Linked DNA regions of Rattus norvegicus: region 1 is linked to region 2. A link is a contact called in public Hi-C data. All regions are on one chromosome and are shown on one strand. Each heading gives the region's core, a stretch centred on a gene start, on an enhancer-like site or on the middle of the called end of the contact. The rest is flanking DNA. Distances are from core to core; before and after follow the strand shown. Region 1 overlaps Acsbg2 (acyl-CoA synthetase bubblegum family member 2). Region 2 overlaps Rfx2 (regulatory factor X2).

Evidence for each region. Hi-C and Micro-C count contacts between places; a contact is called where the count stands out from the background.
Region 1: a contact with region 2 is called in a Hi-C map of Schwann cells, with 3 times the contacts expected there. The contact joins two enhancer-like sites. A contact is called at or near these places in 12 of 12 Hi-C or Micro-C datasets (the A7r5 cell line, the Rat2 cell line, Schwann cells and 7 more) and 1 of 1 datasets of contacts at active chromatin or transcription factors (oligodendrocytes).

What each region holds. Positions count from the first base shown.
Region 1 is chr9:1,785,387-1,791,519 of GRCr8, forward strand. Acsbg2 (acyl-CoA synthetase bubblegum family member 2) reads right to left here. Exons shown (of 15, transcript NM_001080096.1): 5 at 4,805-4,925; 6 at 2,912-2,995. Among named protein-coding and RNA genes, the nearest start is that of Acsbg2, 13 kb to the right of the region's middle. Within about 2 kb of position 2,680, at least 2 of the 93 cell types and tissues checked have an H3K27ac peak or open chromatin away from gene starts, as enhancers often do. A contact at or near this core is called in Schwann cells, where this site is marked.
Region 2 is chr9:1,723,932-1,730,013 of GRCr8, forward strand. Rfx2 (regulatory factor X2) reads right to left here. Exons shown (of 18, transcript NM_001413766.1): 2 at 2,238-2,329. The coding sequence starts at 2,321. Among named protein-coding and RNA genes, the nearest start is that of Rfx2, 31 kb to the right of the region's middle. Within about 2 kb of position 4,535, at least 70 of the 93 cell types and tissues checked have an H3K27ac peak or open chromatin away from gene starts, as enhancers often do. A contact at or near this core is called in Schwann cells, where this site is marked.

The DNA of each region.
Region 1 (6,133 bases), core at 1,430-3,929, 60 kb after region 2:
TCATGGGGTCTCCAATCCACTGCAGAGTAGGTAGGTGCCGTGGTATGTAACCGAATCATCCTGTCAGTGTCCCAACTCAAAGGCACTCTCATCCACAGGGATCGTGGCACAACCTACGCACAGACTTGCCGTTACTATGGGGAGGATGCTGCTGCCACCTAGTGGCTGGAGGCCAGAGCCACTGCTCTAGGACTACCCCCTTCCAAGAGTCTTTTTTGCTCCAAACTCAACAATCCCAGGACTGAAGAATGTGGTCAAGATACATCTAAGGAGGTTTTTACTTTTTCTTTCTCTTGAAACACATCACTTAAGGTTGAACCAAGACCCACACACTAGGCAAGAAGACACCAGATAGCCACACCCTCAACCCCTCACTGGGGGAGTCTAGGCAGCAGTTGTACTTCTGAGTCACATCCCAGGTCTATTTATTTTAGTAGGGGGTCTTAGTAGTTGCTCATGCTGGCCTTCAGCTCACAGTCCTCCTGTCTCAACCTTCCTAGTAGTTAGGATGGCAGCTAAACATGTAGCTAAACAGAGCCGAAAATAAAATTATAATAGATTATGACGGTTTGGTTGGAGCCCGCTGCTTGCCCCTGCACAAGCTGGGAAACCCTGTCTGCTCTCTTTTCCTCAACCCATCTTCATCGGAAAACTCTAAACAAAGGCATGTGCCGAGAGGTCAGTTCTTCATTTCTGGCAGCCGATGTAACCAGCTGTTCGGAATCGGCCAGTCCAATCTATGCCAGCCTAGGAGCCCAGCTTCTAAGCACAGGCAGGCACAGCCTAGCTTGTCAGCATAATGCTTCTGTATACCACGCAAAGTTTATCCTCGAGTTAATTCAAATGCTGATTTCTTCTCCCTCTTATCTTGTTTCAATGTGGGTGTGGCATTATAATGCTTATGTCAAGATCTGTCTCAAGTTTGTGTGAACAATTCTTACCATTTAATCTCAGCCTTGTCAATAAATGCTTATCACCCAATGGCTGGGCAGAGTAGAAGAAGAGAGCGGGAGATCTGCCAGCCAGAGGAAGGAGGGAGGGAGATTCAGATCAGCGAGGAGGACAGAGGATTTGAGCTATGAGGAAGAGATATGGAGAGAGATCATGGAAACACACCTGAAGCCCAGAGTCAGAGCAATAATAATATGCAAGTATCATGGGATGGGGATGGGAGGTAGCCAGATTAGCACAGAAAGTAAAAACAGATCATCTAACTGCTCAGCTATTGAGGTGCAGTTCTAAATAAATCTTAACGGTTTTGTGTATAGTTACTGGGGAATACCATGAGGTAAAGAAATACAGCTACCAATTAGCTCACTGCTACATTTATATTAGAGATAATTCCCTATACCAGCTCCTGGCTGATACCTCATCGCCTTCCCTTGGGAACTATAAAACCTCCCTGCCTTAGCCCATTTGCATGACTGCCTCAGCTCCTCTACGGGGCTGCTGAACCCACCCAAGAGTTGTGTCAACTAAACCTACATTTATCTGCCTTTAATCTGCTCTGATCTGTTCTAAGTCTGCATCATTAAGAGAGACAAACCTGGGGTTGGGGATTTAGCTCAGTGGTAGAGTGCTTGCCTAGGAAGCGCAAGGCCCTGGGTTCGGTCCCCAGCTCCAAAAAAAAAAAAAAAAAAAAAAAAAGAGAGAGAGACAAACCTATTAATGACTTGGACATAAGTAAAATATTAAAATTTAAATTAATGAGTTATAATTCAGAAATTGTGGGGAAATTAGATCTTGTGTTACCACTGAAAAGTTTGATATTTTTATTTTTATATTTGTTTGTTTGCTTGTTTGTTTGAGACAGAGTCTCTCTATGTATCACTGGCTGTCCTGGATCTCACTATGTAGACCAGATCTGCCAGGCTGCCTCCTGAGTGCTGGGGCTAAAGGCGTTTGCCATCATGCCCGACTTGTCTGGAGCTCTCAATGTATATCAGGTTGGTCTTGACCTCACAGTGATCATCCTGACTCTGTCTGCCACGTGCTGGGTGGGATTAGAGGTATGGTAATTGTTATCTTTTGAAAGATAAGTGTTAACTGTCTTGATGCAGTCATGCCACACTATATACAGATATTAAAACTATTATGTTGTAGCACTGATGAGACAGCTCAAGCTTGATGACCTGCGTTTCCTCCCCAGGACACACATGTTGGAAGAGAGACAACCATCTGACCTCCCCTCCCCCTGCAGGCCCCGACATACATTATATATATATATATATATATATATATATATATATATATGCATATATATATATGCACTCCTAACATAAGTTATTGCAATAAGATTAGCAAAAAGAGAAAATATGTATATACTAAGTTATAAATGATATAGAATATGGGCCTGTCTCAAAAATATCAAACATGCAAATACATATATGTAATTTTCCCCTTGGCAGTTATAAATAAGGTTTTAAATAACATATATTAATCCACTTAGTTTTCAATTTGGGATTTTTTTTCAGCTACTTTCATTTTCTGATGCACACAAAATAATGACTTCCTGCCTTCATCTGCTGGTTTTGAGCTGAGGGGTCAAAGTACCAAGTACCAAGTACCAAGAAGCACATGCCACTAATCACTTGCAGCATTGTTCCTGTAGCCCTGCCCATTTACTCAGATGGCCCATTTCCTTCCCTAGAGTGGCCCCTTTGCACAGTTTTTGTGGAGTCCCTGCCTACTCACTACATATATTTCACTGTGTGGCCCAACCTACTACCTCAGGCTGACTCAAGCTCCTCTTCTTGTCCTGCCACTCCCACAGAACCCTTCCCGCCCACATGCCCTGCCCCCCACAAATTCCGCCCCTTCCACAGGCCCTCCTCCCACAGGCCCTCCCCTCCCACCGGCCCCTCCCTCCGGCCCCACCCCTCCCACAATGCCCCACCCCTCCTACACTCACGGAGTACAGGTTTGTGCTGTTTTCCATCAAGGGCAGCCTGTACTGCACAATGGCTTTCACGGTCTCCATCTTGTCTGGTGGAATCTGAAAGAGTTTCCTGTGGACTCAGGGTCCTGGGACTCAGGGTCTACAGCACCCCCACTGCCTAAGGCACTGAATTCAGATCCCAGGACCCATGTAGTGCCTTCTCAAAAAGGGGATGGGGTTGGGGATTTGGCTCAGTGGTAGAGTGCTTGCCTAGCAAGCACAAGGCCCTGGGTTCGGTCCCCAGTTCCGAAAAAAAGAAAATAAAAAATAAAAAAGGCACCTGCCTACAAGTCTGATGACCTGAGTTCTCCCTGGGAGAGCCACATGGTGAGTGAGAAGAGCAGAACCCACAGAGCTTTCCTCTACCGTCCACACACACCATGGCATGCGTGCACCTGCACATATACACACAATGCATACATAAATAATTTTTTAAAAAAGAAAATAATTTATAAAAATAAGGGTTAGAGCTGTACTCAGTGGGTAGAACACAAGCTGGGCCTTCACAAAGCCCTGGGGTCCATGTCCAGCACCACATCAACTAGGTATGATGGTACACGTTCTGTACTCAGGAGGTCGAGGCAGGAGGATCAGGACTTTATTCAGTTACACAGTGAGCTGGAGACCAGCCTGGGCTCCATAAGACCCAGTTTCAAAAGAAAAGGGGAGTCAGGGGAGCTGCAGTCATCGAAGAGATTCACTGCGGACACATGACCCCCAACTAGACATGGGCAGACAGACAGACTTGTCCCTGGAGATGCCTCTAGGTTTGATTCAAGTCTGACAGGATGGACTCACTGTCCTAGTGGCTCTTGTATTTTGTTTTTTTTAATGTTTTTGTCTGTGTGTATCTGTCTTTATGTGTGTAGAGGAAGAGGACAGCATTGAAATGATGTCTGGTGTCCTCCTCCATCATCTCAGCTTGTTCTTTGAAGCGATCTCTTGCTGACTGACTGCCATGGGTCCTGTCCCTGCCATCCTCCCAGTCCCCGGTGACCAAGCTTGAGCTGTACCATGTCTGGCCAGCCGAGTTCTCCTTCTAAGACCCTCTTTTCAGATCATTCTGCCAGACTGAGGGACTGCCAGGCGTCTGTGCACATGTGAGACATAGAAGGTGTTTCTGTAATATCCGCAAAACAAAAAAAAAAAAAAGAAAAAAGAAAAGAAAGAAAGAGAGAAAGGAAAGAAATGCTACAAGTACAGAAAGAGAACCCAGGTTTCACTGCACACACAAAAACAAACAAGTGAACGGAAAGGGAAATTTCACTGTAAAGCAAGCGGGTGTGTCCTGTAAATTCAGTACTCAACAGAGCGGCAACATGGCTGAGGCCGGCCAAGAGGAAGTGTGTGCAGTTTGACAGCAGACAGAGTCTTTTTTGAGAGGTCATGATGTAGCTAAGGCTACTCTGGAACTTTCTCTGTAGCCCAGGCTTGCCTCAAACTTATAGCAAATCCTCCTGTTCAGTCTACCAAGTGCAGAGACCACAGACATATGTGTGTGCACATTTGTGTGAATGCTTACAGAGGTCAAAGGTCAGCCTCATCTGTAGTTCCTCAGCCACTCCCTGCTGTTACTGTGCTAGAATATTGGGTCTCCACTGGCCTGCTGCTCCCAGTGAGGCAGAGCTGTCTGGCCAGGAGACCCTGGACACTTACTCTCCCCTACCTCCTCAGTGTTGAGGTTACTGGTGTCGCATTGCGTTGGCCTCCAGTGAATGTAGGTCTTATACAGAGGGTGGGAGCTGAGCCCAGCTGACAGGGCTAGGAGTGAAATGTGCCCAACTTACCCTGCTTCCTCCTCAAAAGCAGGTTTTTCTGGAGGGCTTTTGTGGAAACCCCTCAGATAGCAAGCAGCCAGGCACTCACCGACAGGATTTTCTGCAGCTGTTGGTCATTCTCCACTATCAAGACATTCACGTTGGCCTGCTTGATGACGTACTGGCAGGCCTCGGCCGAGTTGGTGGCATAAATACCAACACAGAGGCCCCTGGGGACACAAGACTCACTTGCACATGGACTACATACTTTCGAAAGGATTGATTCTTTTGTTTAAGATATGTCTTTTTAATTTTTAGGTATGTGGGTACTTTGTATGTATGTCTATGTGTATTTAAAGTCCCTGGATGCCTAAAGCTGGAGTTACAGGTGGTTGTGGGCTGCCATGGGGGCGCTGGGAATTGAACCTGGGTCCTCTGCAAGAGCAACTATTGCTCTAAACAGAATTCTTCTTCAAGATTCCATGTATTTGTGTGGATGTGGTGGCTCAACCCACAGTGAACACATGGAGATCACAGGAGGAGCAAGCGGGTTCCTCCTGCCACCCCGCATGCCTGGGGCTTGGAACTGAGGTCAGCAGGTTTTTGATTAAGTGCCTTTGTCCGCTGAGCCACCATCTCCCCAGCCAGTGCTAGTGTAAGAACAAGCAGAAGAAACTTATTCTAAGAACTACCACTTTTTCAGACTCCATTTAATCATAGGGAAAAACTAAATGCAAAACCCAAGCCCTAGGGGAATTGGAGACGTCCCAGTAACTGAACAGCTTCTGTTGTAAGGAAGCAGTTATCTGAGTCCAGGCATCTCAAGAACAACTTCTCATCTGGCTGGCAGGCTCAAACTGAGTTCATGTTCCCAGGACCAGGAACCTACTCCTATTCTGACTGATGGAAACTCCCATGCTCAACCCTTTGTCAAAATACGATTGGACAATGCTACAGCCTACCCTGCTCCCCCTTGCCTAATGGTTTCACCTTTAAATTTGCTGCACAACATCCCTCCAGAGGATGCTTAGTCTGCTCTGCAGTCCTAATCAGTAGCAGCTTGATTACAATAAATTCTTGTCATCTGCATTGACCTGGTATTTGAGTTATGTTGGGTTTGTGATGGATTTAAGCGAACCCCACAACAGCTAGTGTTTTATGTAGGTCTTTGCAGGGGCATCCTTTTTTTTTTTTTTTTTTGGAGCTGGGGACCAAACCCAGGGCCTTTTGCTTGCTAGGCAAGCGCTCTACCACTGAGCTAAATCCCCAACCCCTGCAGGGGCATCCTAAGGGCTTTAACCCACCATCCAGCTCCCTTGCTGGCTGGGGGTTTAACAAGGTTTAACACTTGCAATAGAGACTCAAACCCTCATCCCCCATTGGAGGTCTCCAGCAGTTAGAACGAGGCCCAGACTGGGGAAGGCTCAGTGGATAGAGC
Region 2 (6,082 bases), core at 3,285-5,784:
GACAGACACAGAGAGACAGACATATGAACAGCACACATGGGCACACTGGAAATGCCCATTGGGAATATAAAATTCAGGCCAAGGAGCTAAGGTTGGAAGTGGGTCCTGCCGAACAGGGGTCCCTCGTGCGACCCTGACCCTCACTGGCCTGAACCACACCTTGGCTGTTTGGATGTAGGAAGAAGACCAGATGGGTCTGAGGAGAGGGGACACTGGGGACTGGGGTCACCCACTTTCTCAGTGCTAAGGATCCACCCATGAGGATACATCTCTCTCTAGTGTTCCAGAATAGGTCTGTATGCTCAGCACAGTCCTGACCAAGACAGGGCCTGGGTCTGTGGACATGGGGCCTTCAGCCACCGCAAGGACCTGAACAGATGAGTGCAGATACACCATGGCACCTGTTCTTACGATAGAATATCATTCAACCAACAAGTGCAGGGCTGACACCCACCACAGCACTGAGGGACCGTGAGGACCAACGGACATGGGACTCAGATTTCACAGTGTGTGCTCTAGGACAGGAGAACCCAGAGACGGGAAGTCGATTCAAGGTAAGGAAGGGATGTGCAGTTGCTGACAGGGATGGGCCTTTGATAGAATATTCTGGAACTAGAGAGGAAGGACGGCTAAATTCCGTGATTACAAGAAGAACCACTCCATGTGATTCATTTTATATTGTGCCAATCCCATTTCGGTTAAAGGGTAATCAGGACGGGCTGCGTGCACATGGCTCTGGGTAAGAGCATTGCTGCCCAGCAAGAAGACGTGAGTTTGAATCCCAGCACCCACACGGACTGCCAGGTGTGGTTGCACGCTCCCGTGACCCCAGTGTACAGGAGGCAGAGACAACACGACCCCTGAGGCTTGCTGGCTGCCAGCCCAGCTACAGTCAAAGACCCTGTTTCAGGGCAATGAGGTGGAGAGGGACAGAGGCCTTCAAGCCTTCCGCCTGGCAGTCTGTATCCACAGACAGCAATCCCTCCCATTATCGCGGCACACCCCTCCAATTCCAGCACTCAGGAGTCTGAGGCAGGAGAGTTAGTTGAGAATTTGAAGAAAGTGTGCATTACAAAGTGAGGACTGTACCTTGCCAAACATTTCCAGTACTGCAGAAACTGGCCTCAGGCACCATCAGCCCTGGTCTCAAGATTACAACAACAATAACCAAACAGCAAAAACAAGAAACAAAAACAAACAAACAAAAAAACCCAAATAAATTCCCTGAAACACTGGGGGTTGAGTTAGGTGTGATGGTGAAAAGCTGTAATCCCAGAGTTCAGAGTAGAAAAAGGGGTGAGGCTGAGGCAGGAGGATTGCTTACAGTTCCAGGTCAGCCTTGGGTTACATAGTGAGACCTTGTTTGAAAAGAACAAAAGCAGAGGCTCAGAGTTTGCTCCCGCAGTTAACACTGAGAAGTGTGATGGGGCAGCTAGAGCCGGGCAGTGGAGAGTCGGTCATCACAAACATGTAAGGAGCTGGGAAGGCAGGGAGGAGGGGAGGCGGGGAGGACGGCGGGGGGAGGGGGGAGGTAGGAGTGTTGGAGGGGTGAAGTGGGGAGGGGTGGAGGTGTGGATAAGGTGAGCTGTCTTGTGATGAGCCCTTTTCTAGCATGGGCAAAGGTCCTGGGTTCAACACCAGCATTTCAGAAGGAGCAAAGGATAGAGCCTGAAGGTGTGTGGCTTTCTATTCTTAAGTTCACCTCAATTGTTCCTTTGGCCCCTGATGAATTAGTATGTGTCCTGTCCCTGTATCCATGACTTTCCAGTTTGCCTGGCATGCCCATGTGTCCTATCCCGCACTGTACTCTGAGGGCTGGTGCGCTCATGGCTGCAGAGAACAGTGGTGGACAGTCTCTTTCAAGATGGATCTGGGCTAGGTGGAAAGTACACTCAAGACCCTGGGCTCCATTTCTAACATGGAGGAGGAAGGGGGGGAGGAGGAGGAGGAAGAAGAGGGGGAGAAGAAGAGGGAGAGGGAGAGGGAGAGGGAGGAGGAGGAGATGGGGAGGAGGTGGAGGAGATGGGGAGGAGGTGGAGAAGGAGGAGAGTGAACGGAGCTTGGAGGAGCATCCTAAGATTTCTATCTACTTTGAATGTTTCAGTTTTTTCCCCTTAGGCACAGAAGCTCTCAAAGAGCCAGTTGAGTGGGTGGAGTGTGGTCTCTCCTCATCTCTGTCATGGCTCTTTTGTGGCACGTTTCGAAGAGCACTGGGATGGCAGGGTGGGCGCGGTCACCTGTGGGGAGGCTGGTACAGGCTGGGCTGCAGGACGCAGAGCCACTGTGGCAGGCGAGTCTGCTCCTCCCTCGGAGTTCTGCATGCTGGGATCTAGAGTGGAGAGAGCAGTGGTGAGGTGGCCGGATCACACGCCTGCAGCCCATGCTCCCTAGGGATAAAGCTGAACAGCCATGCTATCTGAGGCCACGTGGGGAGACAGCTCCAGGGACAGAGCAACCACTGCACCACAGAGAGAACCTGAGTTCAAATCCACAGAACCCATGCAAAAAGCAGCCTTGGTGTTTGTGCCTATAGTCCCAGAAATGGAGAGGGGGAGAAACGGGGTGGGGGGGAGGGCAGGAGGATCCCTGGTCCCAGGTTCAGTGAGCTCCTGTCTCAAAAGTCACTGGAGGTGACTCCTGAGCTCAGACCCAGAGAGCCTCCTGCATGGTGGCAGGAAGGTGGCAGTTGGTGGTCAAATTTTGATCCGACCCTCGGTCCCTCAGCAGGGCTTCAGGGGCTCAGGTTGGTTTTGAGTCCATATGTGGGGTGACAGCATCTCCACATCGCCTGCCTAAAGTCTTTTTTAATCTTTAAAAAGCTGCATTTATCTTATGTGTGTGGTGTTTGCCTACATGTGTGACTGTGCACCATGTGCATGTAGTGACCACGGAGGCCTGAAAGGGCCGTCAGACCCCAAACTGGCGTTGCAGACTGTTGAGGGCAGCTGAACAGGCCCTGTGAACCACACGTACAGCGGCTGGCGCTTGAACTGATGAGCTGCCTCAGTCCTTAATGACTTTTCTGTTCAATGTGAAAAGATCTTATAACAGGTACAAGAGTACCCACAGGAGGAGGGGGTGAGTCCCTGGGTTCTGTGCCCGCCTGTACTGCCCCATGGTGACCACTAGATGGAGCCAGAACCACACAGCGCATTTGAAGGGGCTCAGGACCCAAGTGAAGGCAGGAGCATGATGAGTTCAAGATAAGGAGTCTGAGGTCAGCCTGGGTTACAAAAGTAAAACAAAAACATTTTGTAAGAAAAATCTCTTGTGTGTGCACACACTGGAATGAGTAAGAGCTGCTGAATGAATCAAACCCAATGTTTTAATCTGGTGGGGGGAGGGCTCGATAGGCCTCTCAGTTCTGAGCCCAGAATGCAGTAATAAGCTTGGGAGTTCCAGCAACCGTGGGACTCTGAGAGGCAGAGACAGGGTGGTAGGGGGAAGGGAAAGGGAAAGGGAAAGGGAGTGTTCCTGAGTTCACAGACCAGACTGGGCTATAAGGTGAGTTTCAGGCCAGCCTGGACTACTGAGTGAGGGAGACTCTGTGTGAGACAAAACTTGTCACCAAAGACTCACAAGAATGTCTGAAATGAACAAATGGACACTTCACTCATACACACACGGGGAGGGGGGCGTTGAGTCTGTCTCAGAAACAAACTACTAACCAGCTGGATGAGAGAGCCGTGATGGCTGGTGAGTTTGTTCTTGGTATTGCTGCATGCGCATGAGGTACCCACGAGGGCCCAGCTACCAGCAGCCGTGAGGGAAAGGGAACACGAAGTTCAAGTGTGCCCTCCTCTCCTCATCCCACCTTAACCTCAGGATGGACAAGCCAGAGAAAAGCTGGGATGCGTCTGACTCAAGTGAAAAAGTTAAAGGTTGTCATTCAATAAGGGAAGGACATAGATGCCACACTGAGGTTGATAAGCTACCGTTAGTGTGTTCACATGTGTGTGCATGCATTTGCTGCATGGGTATGTGCATGTGTGTGTGCATGCTCATGTGCTGGCTGGAGGAACAGTGAGAGCAATGGTGCAAGCTGAGCTGTGGGCATGAGAGTCTTGCTCACTGGCTCTCTGCTTGGTTCCTTTCCTCTCCCGATTTCTCTCCTGTGGGGACCTGGCTTTCTCTACCTGTCCTCAACTGATTTCCTCTCCTATGGGAAGAGGAGCCTGAGAGCACCCTGTCATCCTGCCTTCTGAGCCTGGATCATGGTTCCCTGGTGACCCAGCTCTACCATATTCTGCCAGTCAATGGTCCAAGAAAAGGCCTGAAGTCTCCCCCAAGACCAGTCTTTAATCCATTCTGTGCGTTTGACCTTGAACTTGACAGAGTGCCCAAGCGGAGTAGCTGGATGGCAGATTGCAGTGGCCAGTCTCCTGCTGTCTCTAGGCAACTCCAAGAGGCAGGCACAGGCTGCAGTGCGCTAGTTGGGGTCTGGACTGGTGCCAGGTGGATCTGCTGGGGAAGTGTCCTTTGTTTACAGGGAAAAAAAACCCTCTTGGGTTGCCTAGCAACAAGTGGGCAGGCAAAGAAGGGCGGGGAGGCTCCGAGCCATTTCTGGGCTGGGTTCCTGGCTGTCCTGACTCACTGTGACCTTAAGCAATTTCTCTCTCTTTTATCCCCACCCTTCTGTCCAGCCATCCAGGGGTGCTGTGACTTTGCCATTTGCCACCTGGAGTCATGGGACGGTGCCTGGCTAGTCAAGCTCTGCTGTGGGGATCAAGCCTCAGCTGGTCTTGGTTAGTCTGGGTGGCACCTGGGTCCTACCTACCAATGCAACTGGTGTTCCTGCTCCAAAAGGGGAACAGGTCCAGCTAGATGGGCCCACACTCCAGCTCCTCCACAGACCTGACAGTTCCTCTTGGGTCCCTGTGACGTGAGGTCTCAGGAGAAAGTGGCCTGTGTGTGAGACTGGGCATTGGTGACCTATGCTGGGGACTGCCCTACTCAGCATGGACCTGAAGGTGATGCTGGCATTTGTGGGGCCTGGCCATGGTGGCTGCATCTGGTCCCTTCCTCACTGTGAAACAGAGTTTCTCTCTTCTCCGGGTTCTAAGGTCTGCCCTCCATTGTCTGGCCCCTCTCCAGCTGGCTCAGGCCTCCCAGCACTGGTGATTTGTTTTGTTAGAATGATTTCTCACTGTGTAGCCCAGGCTGGCTTTAAAAGGCAATCCTCCTGCCTCAGCCTGCCCAGTGCTGGGTTGGCAGGTGTACACTAGCATACCTGGCACCTTGGACTGAGTTGTCTGGTATCTATTACTGGCTCTCCATCTCCCCAGCTGTCAGGGGACCCCTCATGCCTGTGACCTCTGACCTCCGACCTCTGTACCCAGTGGAAACTTGTGCCTAGTTAGTGGGTTGGGTTCTCTGAGCCCTGCAGGGCAAGTGGAGTGAACATCTGGTATCTTCTGAGTCACCACAGAGAGCTGGCAGGTTAGAAGAGGAAGGAACAAGCCATCCCAGGTATGAGGAGGCCAGGCCTGCCTACAGTGGCTGCTACACTGTTGGAAGTGGGAGGGAGAATGCCAGGATCAGGGGGAGAGAGCAGGGCTGAGTAAGACCCCAGGGGAACATAGGGACTCAAGCACCAGGGCTCAGGAGAAGGGGCAGGTTGGGAGAGCAGTGCTCTGTAGGTTGTGGCACTAAAGACAGAGAGGTCCCCTCCAGTGGTTACACACTTAACGGTGCAGACACAACACCTTGAGAAAACCAGAGCTATCAAATTTTCTGGGACACAGGGTCTAGCCCAACAGACAAGAATCTACAGGGACAAAATGGTGCTGTCCTGGAAGTGATTGAGCCATGTGTGTCCTTACATGTCCATGTGACACCTCCGACACCCACTCCCTGTGGTCAGAGTACTGTCAGCCTCCAGTTCTACCCCAGGCCCCAGTCACCACCTTGTAACTTCAGCACACCCGGACATGACAGGGGTAAGTTTACATTCCCCATGTTGACACAAAAACATAGCTCTCCACTCAAGTTGGATGAGTTTATTCCAGAGCAAATCTGAGAGTCCAGGAGCACAGAAGCCATTCCGTGGAGTTCTGCAGTAATGGGACAAAGGGAGCAGTAA